Linked DNA regions of Sus scrofa: region 2 is linked to region 1. Evidence: chromatin contacts called from public Hi-C data. All regions are on one chromosome and are shown on one strand. Each heading gives the region's core, a stretch centred on a gene start, on an enhancer-like site or on the middle of the called end of the contact. The rest is flanking DNA. Distances are from core to core; before and after follow the strand shown.

Evidence for each region. A called contact is a pair of places that touch in the nucleus more often than the background predicts.
Region 2: a contact with region 1 is called in a Hi-C map of embryonic fibroblasts, with 2.5 times the contacts expected there. The contact joins two enhancer-like sites. A contact is called at or near these places in 5 of 47 Hi-C or Micro-C datasets (embryonic fibroblasts, heart right ventricle, liver and 2 more) and 1 of 2 datasets of contacts at active chromatin or transcription factors (skeletal muscle).

What each region holds. Positions count from the first base shown.
Region 1 is chr1:4,383,589-4,390,522 of Sscrofa11.1, forward strand. No RefSeq gene overlaps it. Among named protein-coding and RNA genes, the nearest start is that of QKI, 500 kb to the right of the region's middle. Within about 2 kb of position 4,928, at least 4 of the 83 cell types and tissues checked have an H3K27ac peak or open chromatin away from gene starts, as enhancers often do. A contact at or near this core is called in embryonic fibroblasts, where this site is marked.
Region 2 is chr1:4,639,588-4,646,543 of Sscrofa11.1, forward strand. No RefSeq gene overlaps it. Among named protein-coding and RNA genes, the nearest start is that of QKI, 240 kb to the right of the region's middle. Within about 2 kb of position 2,439, at least 7 of the 83 cell types and tissues checked have an H3K27ac peak or open chromatin away from gene starts, as enhancers often do. A contact at or near this core is called in embryonic fibroblasts, where this site is marked.

The DNA of each region.
Region 1 (6,934 bases), core at 3,678-6,177:
CATTGTGATTTCGTTATAAGTCAGTGTCATGTAAAGATGTTTCTCCCACATACTCTATACTCTCCTGGATTTCATTTTGTCCCAGGGAAGTGCTTGTTGGAATGAATGCTACATGTATACTGTAAACTGTGTGCCAAAGGCAGACTGGGGAAAAAACAGCATAACTTAAGAAAATAATAACATTTTCCCACAAAGGGACCTTTCCCTTTCACCTTTCACTGGAAAACGTGGCCATGGGGAGAGGGTTCCACTGCTCTGAGCCTTCCTCACCCAAGGAAGGTTGGCTGTTTCCAGCAGCCAGCATGAGGATCTGGGTGGAATAACAGCGTCCTGCTGAAAGCGAGGAGACAGAGCCACAGAGTCATCAGAAACCCACATCTGCCACTCCCCAGACCCACAGCCCATCCAACCCAGCACGGAGGGCTCGGAGACCAAATCCGATTCTCTGGAGTTTAGGTCAAAGAGTTAGTGGCAACTAAGAGCTAAAAGCAAGTTGCTCCATAGACGCAGACCACCCCAGAGTTTTCAGACAGAAGTGTCCTAAATATCTAGCAACATGGAGCTCCTGTTGTGGCTCAGTGGTAATGAACCTGACTAGTATCCACGAGGACACAGGTTCAATCCCTGGCCTCACTCAGTGGGTTAAGGATCCATGTTGCCATGAGCTGTGATGTAGGTTGCAGACACAGCTCAGATCCCGTGTTGCTGTGGCTGTGGCTGTAGCTCCGATTCAGCCCCAAGCCAGGGAACTTCTGTATGCTAACGGTATGGTCCCCCAAAAAAGAAAAATATATAAATACAGATATTCTGGCAAATATTTAATATTAATCCAGGGAATAAAATTGCGATTTGTAGAATTTTCCAACATCTGTAGTATAAACACTCCAACCATGGCCAATTTCAAACCCCATGTGAGGTCACTGAGTACAGAGTTGGGAAGAAATACATAACTTGACCATTGGAGCAGGTGGGAGTGCCCTCCACACAGCCCAAAAGGCCCAGAGAAGGTTAGGCCACTAAGATTTCCAGCGGGCTCCAGACACCAAGGTCAGGGAACTTGCTTAAAACACAAAAATAATTCGGTCTAGGAATCTTTGGCCTCATGCTGGAATTGCTCCTCTTTATCATGAATTAGAATGTGTTTAAACCGATTTCAAAACAGCATCTTGATGTTGGTTAAATCCCACAAACAAAACTATTTTGCCTTTAAAAAATAGTTTTAACGGTCTTTAAAAAAAAAAAAAGCTTTTCCAATGCAAACCGTAGACAGTCTCGCTCAGTCATTTTCACAAGGATTTCGCTAAAGGCGCTATTTAGGAATATGAAAAAGACAGCCCAGCCATTTATACCTGTGCATTTTGGGGTCATGGGCATAATTTGGGCAAGTATTTGCATCATTTTTTGCCCCACCCCTCTGCCCTGCTCCCTGATTTATAACTTCACCTTTTCCCCTGTGATTTGCTCTCATGGATCAGAAATTTTACAGACTAAAAGGCTGGGAGACATGGGTGCTGAACAGTAGGTGGTGGGGCAGGAAAATCAGTAGGAACCACCAGAAGCTTCCGGAAGCCCTGCCTACTTACCAAAAACAGTGAGCTGGTCTAAGGTACATTTTACCGCCATGGAAAGATGAGATTTCTTCTCATGACCCGAAGCCTTAGAGCTCTTACATGGCCATGAACTTCAAAGCATTTGCATTTCTTAAGGCTCTTATGTGCTTAAATATGGGCCCTACTGAGGATGAAATATAAGGGTAATAAGAAAGAGGCATCATGAATAAAAATATCTATGGCTCTAAAGTACAATGTCATACCATTGGTTTTGCCCAATAGATCTGGATATTATACTTTATTTTTTACTTTGAACAATATTCACCAATGACATGGAAATTTATAATAAGCCACCTTCAAATGATGAGCGTCTTGGATGAGGAAAGCCAAAAAAAATTTCTAGTTCTCAATTCATCACTTTACTATTCATGTTATTTCTGGGTTTATTTCATTACTCCAAAAAGTAGAGTGAATGGAAATAACTCAGCTGTTTTCATCTTTGTACCTCCGAGGATGTCTTAGGCTCTTGAATACATTCTGTGCTCAGAAAACAATCTCTAGGGTTGCAAATGTTCTGAACATGCTGAAGTGATCCATTCTTTTTTTCAATCAGTAAGGAACTGATATAGACCAATTTTATGAATTTTAACAATGTCATTTAGAACAAAATATAAATGTGATAGAGACCGAAAGATTTTTGCATAATCAATGTACTCTGCTCAATAACTCCAAGAAAATGGAAAACTGGTCATAAAAAGGGCAAAATGAACTCCATAAAAATACAAAATAAAGCTGTAACCATATCAGCACTGAGGAATTAGTGAAGGTAATTACATCGTGTGAACATTCTTCAAAGGGAACAAAAGAAGCAAATCAGGGACTCAAAAAACTTGACACGCATTTAAAGAGAAACACTGCATTTAGATAATTAGATGAGTGTATTTGGGAAACATCTTTGTTTTGCTATTTTTTTAAGCTAAAATTTGAAACATCAGTAAAAATACAAATGAAAGGTGGGCCAAAGGAGTCCAACTGTACCACTGTATACTAAAGAAGTTTCCAATAGCCTATAAAAAAATTAAGGAAAACTTAAAAAGAAATGCCAGAGTTCCTGTTGCAGCCCAGCACTTTAAGAACCCAACTAGTATCCATGAGGATGTGGGTTTGATCCCTGGGCTCGCTCAGTGGTTTAAAGATCTGGCATTGCTGCAACTTGTGGCGTAGTCCACAGGTGCTCCTCGGATCCCGAGTTGCCATGGCTGTGGTCTAGGCCAGCACCTGCAGCTCCAACTCTACCTCTGGCCTGGGGACTTCCATATGCTGCAGGTGCAGCCCTAAAAAGAGGAAAAAAAGAAAAAGAAATGCCAAGAGGGTTTGCAGTTACTGTGCTGCCTGTTGGGAGCAACTCTCAGTGGCCAGAGCATGTGCTAGAATCAGCTATAGCCACAGACACAGCTCTTCTCAGGGTTTCCACCTTAAGAAATAAATCAGAGACTAGAAGCTTTGCCCAAACGACTTCTCTCTCTTTTTTAAGTGCATAAGGCCAGTCGCACATCTTTAAAGATGCACTAGGAGAGGAACCCATCACAACCAAGGGAATATCACTGACCATACATGTTGAAAGAAGCTGGACTTGCTGTAGTAGCTTCTGTTCTGTTAAACACTTTGGGATGCCTGACAGTTTATGTAAATGCAATTTGTTAAACAATTCTGAAGGGAAAAAAAAAGAAAAAAAAAAAAAACCTGTCAGCTAATAGCCCATAGTGCTTTGTATTCCTTAAGGCTGCAAACCAACCACAAGATCTTGAAAATTCAAACAATCCAGAAACAGAATTAAAACGTAATTGCTAATAATATCTGTTTGGTGTATGTGAAGGGTGGATGTTGGGGGTTGGGAGCCAGGGGGCACCATCAGAGAGACCTCTGCAAGTCCAGGTTAAAACTGAGCACAAGCTAGACCTCTGTTAGAGAGGTAAGTGGTTACCCAAGTCACAGCAGTAAACCATGGATTCTAGAGTTAATGGAACACATAGGAACTTGGAATAATGTCCAGATATGATTTTTTCCTACTCACCACTACAGGGAATTACAGTAATGGTAGAGGACCAAGGCTTTGTCTTCTGTGCTGGCAGAAAGAATATACAGTGAGCTAGGGGTTGGAAGGATTTGGCCAGTTGAGGATGTGATGGACTACAAGGATCTGATTTCACGTAGCTGATTTGGTACCTACCAAATACAGTGTTTTCTGGCATTGTCAAGGTGATGATGTATCACTACGTCAATAGCCTTCAAACCGGCCTCCCAGATTCAAACACTATTCTCCTCCAAACTCCTTGCATTCTGCCCCACAGATGTGTTTCTGGAATGCCCGCTCTGGTCATGCTACTTTCCCACATAAACACCTCGGATGATTCAAGACTTCAGTCTATGGAAATAAATATAAAGCTGAAGGTAATTTACCAGCTGGCTCAATCAACCACCCCAGGGCAGATGTCATGCCCCCACCCTATCACCAGCTCATTCCGTCTCCTTGGGACACTCTCCTTCACCTTGTCTACACAGCCAGCTATCTTCCACTGGTTACTTCCAACCAGGCTCCTCAGGGAGAGTTAATTCTCCCTCTTCCTGGTTTCAAGAGCATTTTACTTGTATTGAGTTTAGAAAGTGTCATATTGCATTAAAGTTTAAAATGTATTATATTGTATTGTTTGTCTTATGCCTCTGTTGCCAGTTAGGTCATGGTCTCTTAAGTTTTGGAGGCAAGTTCTTTCTTTCGGTACCCAGCAGCCCACTGGCATGAGCACTTGGTCAGTAATTGTTAGTGGAATAAATGGGAGTTTACAAGTTTGATTAGTTAAAGTTAGTGATCTTCCATTTTACAGGCTTAAAAATAGGGACACAATGCTTAGACTCACCCAGGGAGTGGGAGTGAGCAGCCATTCCATTCAGTGATAGACCCAGACACATTATATATTTTGTCAAGGGCTCCTGAACTCCCGACTTCCCTTTGGTAAGCAGGATAATACATCAAAGACTCGCATTAGAAAAACTTTCATTTGCAAAATTCATAGCATAGACATTGTTACTGGGCTCATTTTTTACACGAGAAAAGCATTAGGACACCAAAAGCTAGACTAATTTACGGGACTTTCTTGGTGAATTAACAACAGAGCCACAGCGAGGAGCCAAGATTTACTGAACCCCCGAGTTAATCTTAGTCCACGGAAGCATTTGGTGTCTCACTCAGGGCAGACCTAAGAAGAAGGATGAGGTTGAGATAGCACCTCCTCTGTTCCCAGCCTTTGGCAGTAGGGTTTGCTAGACTCTACCACTTCCTGCAGGGGAATGAGTCACCCATGGCCATTTCGTGTGTTCCCTGGATCTCTGGCTGGTTGAAAGCGAGCATATGGCAACTGGCCATGACATCATCTTTGGGTGTGAAACAGAGTGAAGCCAATGGATAGAGCATGAAACCCAGAATTCTAACCTCTGCTGTAAAACTGTACTTAGTTCCAACGCATAGGGATCTTTCCTGAGCACGGGATGCCTGGAGAATTACATTTTACAGGGGAGAAAAATAAAACTTTCAAGTTATGCATCGAATGTGACAACCTTCAGTACATTTGGATGTTTCTAAGAAATGTTCCCTAAATTACATTTGGATTTTCTGCATGCTGAGGGAAACAATGTGCATGTCATCAACAGATACAGGAAAATTCCAAGCCGGGTAAGAAAAACTTCATAAACACTCGGTCCGCCAAATTGTATGCTTAGGTGTCAGAGAAATAATAGCTCTCTAGTGGTTCTGCATCTGTATTGCTGGTAGTCCAATCAAGGATGGGTATGGAGCTTTCACTAACGAGAAAGATGAAGAGGGCAGGCAGATTTGGGAATGGGAATATGCGTAAATAACTACACAAGAAAAAAATAGGGGGGAAACGCAGAGGGATACCTCAATCCATGTGAAATCAGTTCTCTTTTAAGTTTAAATTTCCGTAGAAACTCTGTGCCGGGTAAACACACATATACACACACTCCTAGGGGGAAGTCCTGCTCCCGAAATGATATCGCTGAGGGACTGGGGCAAGTCATAGCCTCTGAGCCTGGCTCCTCATTTACAAAATAAGGATAATGATGTCTTCTCCACAGGCCCGCACACGACTATTAAAATGAATAAGTACATGAAAATCTATTACGATTTGGAAAAGCTTCTTATGGACAGGCAATAAAAACAACAAAATATGTTGTGAGTCCAAAAACGTAAAAATCTAGTGAGAAGCAAACAAATGAAAAGGTGCATATGATCCTTCTTAAGTGTGATTTATTTTTTTTTTTAAATAGGGGCCTATCATTTTTCTAGTTTTTCTTTTTTTAAATGGTCATACTTGCAGCATATGGAAGTTCCTGGGCTAGGGGTTGACTTGGAGCTGTAGCTGTTGGTCTACACCACAGCCACAGCAACACCAGATCTGAGCCACATGGGCCACCTACACCATGGTTCACTGCAATGCCTAATCCTTAATCCACTGAGCAAGGCCAGGGATTCAACCTGCATCTTCACAACAGACACTGTGTTGGTTCTTAATCCTCTGAGCCACGATGAGAATTCTCATTTGCTTTTTTTTTTTTAGGGCTGCACCCACAGTATGTGGAGGTTCCCAGGCTAGGGGTCCAATCAGAGTTGTAGATGCAGGCCTACACCACAGCCACAGCAACGCCAGATCCGAGCCACATCTGTGACCTACACCACAGCTCACAGCAACACCAGATCCTTAACCCACTGAGCAAGGCCAGAGATTGAACCCTCATCTTCATGGATGCTAGTCAGGTTCATTAAGCCACGACGGAACTCCTGAGAATTCTCATTTTCTAATCTTAAAGAGGACTCTATTCGTAGAAAAAAAAAAAAACTATAATATTGCTGTTTATATACAAAATAAACCCCTTGGTTACTTGACACCTGTCCTTACCTGGCAAGCTTGCCCTGAGTCTCCAACCAACTCAGACCCACGTGCTCCTCCCCACACCTGGAGCCCTCGGAAGCATCACTGTCCAGCCTCCAGGGAACCACAAAACCTCCCTGTCCAAGGCCAAGAGCGCTGCTTAGGGAAGGAGCTTCGGGAAGAGTTTATAGTGGCCTTTCTCCGTATTAAGTCACTCTCCTGTGTTCGTTTTCCTTCTTTCCATTCTCACATTTTCATTGCACTTTTGGTGAATTACTCCCTCATTTCCTTTGTATTTCCACTCCTCTCACAGTTACTGTGTCTCTTTCTGGGGTCTCTTTCCCTTCCTCTCCCCGCAGCCTCCTTCCTCTCTTTCTCTTCCTTCGCACTCATCTTCTCCCAGGCAACGCAGGCGCAGTGGTTGCCTCCCTACTTTTAGAG
Region 2 (6,956 bases), core at 1,189-3,688, 250 kb after region 1:
TGGCATTCAAAGGAACCTTCTGGAACTTTCAGATATCTGTGACCAGTGAGGGCTTGAGCAGCCATCACAGTATAATTCCATGTTGGATGTGGTACCCTAAGTATTTTCAACCAAAAATTCGATTCTGAAATCTAACTTTCAAGGTCTGGTATACTTCAGGGTTCAATTCAGGTCCAGTCCTGGCCCAACACTCCTGGCTACTTAGCATCCACTGTCCCCCAGGAAGCCAAGAAAACTCTGCATGGACTATAGCCTGAAGGTTCACTGAAAAGGAGCCATCCTGCTACCAGGGATGGTTGTGGATCTCTGTCTGGTGGAGGAGCCCAGAAACCATGAGGATGTAGGTGTCGCATGGAGGCCATAGGTCTAGATGGGAGTGTTCGTCTCTGTGCAGGTGGAAGGGTCCCACAGTAGGAGGAAGAGAAGTCATCTCAACCCAGCGGGGGGCAGGACTCAGGATACAGTGGGGTTAGCACGGACCTCCCTGATGGCTCAGCAAAGGGAGCAAGCTGAAGTGCGTAAGGGATGATGGAACGAAAGCGTCTTGGTGAGAAAGATCTTCGAGGCTTCAGAGTCTTTCCGTGACTCCCTCAGAACACCCAGTGTTGATGTGAGTCCAGCTATGGTGAGCTGTCACTCTGTCCCCACGGTGGCACTGTGACACCATTGTCCTTCCCTTCCACCATGTCCCGCTCGCAAAGTTTCTCCTTTCTCTCCAAAGTAAAGCCAGAGCTGGCCGCTTCTCTCTGACAGATGACCCCACCTCACATTCCCAGGGCTCAGCGGGATTTGATGATAAGGTGCTACAGCCTTTTCTGATTCGTCCTCAGCAGCCATCCAGACCAGCTTCTCACCCCAGAAGAATGGACCAGGAGGGGTAGGTGGCCACATAGTCCTGGATCCTACCACCCCAACCCCAACAAGGCTCCCAGTCTTTGTTGTTGCAGTTTTCCCGCCAGCAACACCTCTCTTGTTTTCTCCACCCAAATCTTACCATCGCCCATGGCTCCACTCACACCTACCCCTCCTCCTTGTTGAACCCGAGCAGGTGGGACTGCTCATTCCCCTGAATTTCTACAAGCGCTACTGTCTATGAAAAGGGAATGACCAGCTTACCCTATAAACCGGGGTGCCGACTGTACTCTAGACGCTTCTCCAAGTGCTCTGGGCGAAGAAGGAATGTAATGCTCCTTGTCGGTACCATTCATCACCTCCATCCACAGTAAAGGAAACTGAGCCACAGAGAGGACAGTTAACCTGCCTGGGTTGCTGCTAATTAGTCACCAAGTGGGGACAAACCCCATCACGTGGGCCCTAGAGCTTGCCTTCTGCACCCCAACCCAGAACATCGGCTGAGGCCTTGCTCTCGCCTATCATTTTCACCAGACACACAGTCTGGCAAAGCCTTGCCTCAGTTTTTGGTTTTGTGGTTTAATGTGCCCATGTCATCGCTCCAACCAGACTCCAGTTCCGTGGGGCCAGGATGCAGGCTTTAGAATGAAACCACGTTTTCCCGCCTTGGGGCGTTTGAAGGACCTTAGTTAAGCCGTCTCTCTGTTTTGTTTTAAATCCACAGCATAACCAATGTTTCTGTTTAAGGGTTCCTGAAATATGTCACTCCTAAGGCTGGGAGTCAACAGTGAAATGGCTCAGGGATCCAGCTCAGGGCCATGGAACCTGCATGTCTGCTGTGAGCTGGTGGTGCCTCCTGCCACGGACGTGGATTTGGACCCTGATTTGAACCCTTGGCACATATACACATGCCTTCCTGACAAACGGCTTTCCACCAGAGCAGAGGATTGAGCTTCTGGAGTTGCAAGACCTTCCTGTCTTGAAAGAAAAGTCAATCTGCCCAAGAATAAAGACCGGGTCAGATCCAGTCTAAAGCCTGTTGGCCAGGGTCGAAGCTGATGGTGCACAAATGAAAGTGCTGTGTCTCCACAGCTCCAGAGGCTGAGGCTCGGAGGACCTGATCTGTGCCGAGGAAACCTGATCCTTGAGCAGAACTGAGCAGTGCCAGAACCCACGGTGGCCCACAGAGCGATGGCTGGAACTCTCAGCCCTTTGGGGCGGGGGGCGGGGTGGGGAGCAGGGAGGGAGCCTGTCTCGCCATTGATGCTACAGACCCCTGCCCTGCAGCCGCCTCCATTTACCACATTTACTTGATGCTGTCAGGACAGCAGCAAGAAACACTGGTCCTGAAGCCAAGATCATCCCACCTCAGGCCTGGCTCCCACCTTGCCCTCTGCTTGACATTGGCTTCACGATTGAATTTACCTTTTCCTCTTCACCTTCCTCTCTCTTGTTTTCCTGGATCCCTATTGGATTGAGCAGCTGAATTTTCATTACTCAAGTCAGAGGTCTGAGGAAAGTATACGAGCTTTGAATTCCTGCCAGCAGGGCCATATCTGTTCTAGTTTGTTCGCCATAAAATCATGAATCAGCCTGACTCATGCTGTCGTGCTCCAGTTACAACGGGCATTAGCGATGGGAGGAGATTTGGAGATATGGAGAGGAGCTTATTTTTCTGCTAAGCTTCACTCACCCTCAAGGACAAAAACAGATCTGCGCCCAGCTTCTTCTTGGCCTGAGCCCATGAGAAACAAACTGACACAGGGCGAAAAAAGAGGCTTCAGAGGCTTCAGAGCCAGCTGCCTCTTGGGGGAGTTTCGAGCACCCTCACTGGAGCCCAGAGAGGACGCGTCAGTGGTACCAGGGAGCATTTAAACCCTCCTGTGTCTCCAGCAACTCTTCCCAAACCCCTCCAGGCAGCACAGCACCTAAGTACAAACACTGTATGACTATGAGACAGTTTCAAAATAAGTTTCCTCGATTCTTCCTGCTCTCAGTACCACCCCCCCCACCGACACCCCCCCACCACCACCCTGGAATAGAACTTCTGGAGCTGCAACAGGACGATGCCTTTTTCACTTCAGGCTCCCACTAACCCGTGTTCCCAGCACCTCCCGGTAGCCAGAGCATGATCCACTGAGACATGTTGTCACTCGCTGCCCCTTTCAGCAAAGCTTTACAAAACAGAGACAAGGAACCAGGGATGGGCAAGAACTCAGCTGCAGCCCGCAATCTGGATTCAGTAAGGGTCAGGTCCCTTGCAGCTTTGAAGAGTTGAAAATGCCAAAGGCTTCTGCGACCCGAGATGAAGCTGCGGTAGCAGGTGGCCCTATAGAGAGAGAGCCTCGACGGAACAGAAGACTGCGACCCCAATCCTGATTCAATTACCTCTCCTTAAGGGCTCCCAGGCAGAGCAGGGGAGCCAGCCCAGCAGGCAGAGTCACAGAAAGGGTGCTGCCTTCCAACCAAGCCCTTTTCTTTTCAGACGTTCTCAAGGAGGAAGGAGGAGGGAGGGGGTAAGCAAAGATATCAAGCTGACAACTGTCCAAACGCAATCCCTGGCTATTGGCTCGTGCATGCTGGACAGAGGAAGTGGACTGGAAGATTTGTAAGTCTCTGAGTGAATCCCATTGCCACAGAAACCCAACTGTGACCATTCAGCCAGTTCAAAATCCTCTTTTAAATTTTTTATTAAAGTGTAGTTGATTTACAATGGTCCTTCAGTTTCTGCTGTACAGCAAAGTGACCCAGCCATATATATATATATATATATATATATATATATATATATATATACACATATATATACACATATATATACACATATATATACACATTCTGTTTTTCATTCTCTCTTCCAGCATGTTCTAACCCAAGAGACTGTACACGGTTCCCTGTGCTGTACAGGAGGATTCTCCAAACCTGTGGGAAGTGGACCACAAAGCCACTGGTCTTTCAAAAGGACACTGTCTGCAGTATCCACTTTACATGTGGCCTTGGAGGATAAAGGGCAAAATTGAACCACCCAGAGAGCCCAGTGGGCGAAGGAGCCGGTTCCTTCCAGAGAGCAGAACCAGCTGTGGCCAAGGGCCAGCCCACACTTTGTCTCCAGCAGAATTGAGCATCGCAATGGATCAGTAATTCTTGTGGGTTTCCTCAGTCTTCCTTTGTCCAGTGGGAGTTGTCCCTAAGGTTATTCTGCCTATACATCCTGCTTATAGAGGGCTTTGAGCAGAAGGGCTGGATGCCATAAGTGGGTTGGAGTTGCAGGTTCTCTTTCTTAAGAAGGTGCGAATGTGTTCTGTATGGAGACAAAAAGAAAGTACATGGATATTTGAGTTACCAAAAGGGAGGATTATGACAGAGACTCTTAGCTCCAAGGTAATATCTGTTCTTCCCTTTTCCACAGAAATAGAAGCCATGAAACATGCTTCAAAGTTAAGGACCACACTTTCCAGCCCCTTGTAGTTAGATGTCACCAGGTAACTAAGCTCTGGCCAAGAGTACATAAACAGAAATGATGTACAAAACACCCAAAGTGTGTTCCCACCCCCTACCCCCCACCCCGTCATCTTCCATTTCGTCCTCTGCAAGGGCTGGAATGTGCACACAGAGATGGAACAGTTTGGATCTTGCACAAGAGAGCAATGCTGTAGAGACAGTAGAGCTGTGGAGTAGAAGGAAACTGGGTGCCTGACATCTCAGAGCATGACAACAGCCCTGGACCTCTTATGCTGGGCTGTCATATGGCAGAGAAGTGACTTGTGTGTGCTACTGTGTCTTACTTCAGCAGCCAAATTTGTTCTACCTAATAGAGTCATAAAATTGAGTAAATCTCCAAAAGGTAGAGACAGAAGGAAGGAGGGGGAAAGGACACAGGTACAAGTAAATTGGAGGCGAGGCTACAAGATTCAACCTCCAAAGAAAAGATCCAGAGAGACAGAATAGAGGCAATGCTGGAGAGGAACTCATCGCCAAGATAATTCAAGAAAATGTTTTCAAAAAGTGGACGTGGGTTTACAGGTGGAAAGGACCACTGAATGCCCAGCAGCACGGTCAAGACAGATTCGCCCCAAGGCCCATCACTGTAAAATGATGCCCCTGGGGACAAAGACAATTTTCTATAACTTTTTCAGAAGAAAAAGCAGGTATCAAACAAAGGATAAAAAATCAACATGTTGTCAAACATCTCACCATCAGTATTGTAAGCTGAAGGGAATCCTTCACCATTTTCATGGAAAACTACCTCTAACCTCTAATTTGGCAGCCAGCCAGAGTGATAACGAAGCACCCGGGTAGAACAAAGATATTTCCAGAAAAGCCTGCTCTCTGCAAATACACCACCTACTACCTTTTCTCCAGAAGTAACAGAAGGATGTTCTCCATGAAGTAAGGATTAAAGTCCAAAGCAAAAGATGTAGCTGGAGATCCAAACCATCAAGAAGCATGTGATGCCCCGGAGGTGACAAAGGGCAATTCAAAATCCAGAGCTTGGTGGCTGAACTGAAGGACACCAGTCTGGACTGGGCAGTTCAGACGTTTCCAGAGATGTGCTGAAGATGAAAGTCATGAACCACCTCATGTGTTTGAAGATAGTGAGCAGTTTATACAACTAAAAGAGCGTTTGGGCTTAACTAGCAACATAGAATAGTAAGTAAAAGTTAAAAAAAACAAGAGCTTGAAGGTACATGCGTGTGTGGTGGGCTTGGCCTGGGGAGTGTGAAAAAATAAATAAATCCTAATCTTCATTAAATAATGCTAAAAACTAAAATAAAATGAGACATACTAATACAAGCTGTTTTTAGAGAAAGAGAAACAAAAGCAAATAAAAGAATCCGCTGAAAGAATTGAAAGCGGTTGTTTCTGGGGAAAGGAAGACGAGAAGTTTTATTATCTGACTCTAGGCATACATATGACTCTGACTTTTTTTTAATAGGAAAGAAAAGATGAAAGTGGAAGGAAAGGAGAAAAAGAAGAGGAAAGAAGAGAGAAGAGAAAGAGAAGTGACGTCAGCATCAGGGTGAGAGTGGCGTCTGGGGAGGGTCAGAGAGGGAGGAGGCAGACCAGGAGACCAGCATAAACCCTCCCTCCATTCCTAACAGACAAATCCAGAACGTGCAAGGATGCTTTGGAGGTGAGTCGGGGTGGGAAGTGAGGGATGGGGGACTGCTGGACTCTGTGAAGTGGGAAATTGGCATCTGGGTAGGTGAGAAGGAGGCCAATGGAAGAGGCAACTCAGGTTGTGAACAAGGCTGTCATTAATTCAACATTTGGGGGCAGTCAATATCTAAAAATAATTTCAACATTTATATTTGGTCCCAAGTATACCTGCTTATGAAAACTTTATTTTCATGGATTGTGGCTCTAGCCTCAAAGGTCATCGGTTCACTTTTTGCAAAATGGAATGAACGTGGAAACAGATTCAAACACATGCTGTTGAGAGTGACTCAGATTTCAAATGCAGAGTTGCGTGGATTAGGAAGATTCCATCTTGGCCGCCTTTCTATTCATTTCAAAGGAATTTCTTTAGGGAAATAAGAAGTAAGTTTTTTTCTGAAAATGAAAGAAAAGTATATTACTGCTTAATGTACCATGATTCTAATTAATAACATAGTAAATGTTCAAAAAATGGGTTTGAATTTATATTCAAAGGTAAATTACCAGAAATTCTCGTCTTTAAAGTAGCATCTGTTTTGGAACGGATCCATTTTATTTAATAGACTTCATATATATTTTAAGTGTGGAAGCTAAGATTTTATTATATTTCTCTGCTGTGGCAGAACCACCTTCTGACGTAAGAAAATAGGCTTTGAGAAGATACACCTAAAATAAAAAGACAAAGGATTCAGCAAGATTTTTTTTTAATCATTATGCATTCATACAGATGACAGCCAGTATTTCTTGAAATGACGTGTTTCTACTTTAATATGCTCAGCTTTCCAACACAAGCCTGTGGTAAAGGGTCGTAACTGATCCTGCTGAAAGCAGTAGGTCAGAGTGGGCGTATTAAACCAGCAGGGAAGCAATGAGAGCCCAGAGAACAAGGGGAAGGGCAGCCACTCATTGGATGCCTGGGCTGTCAGTTAACCACTGTGGGAAGCAAC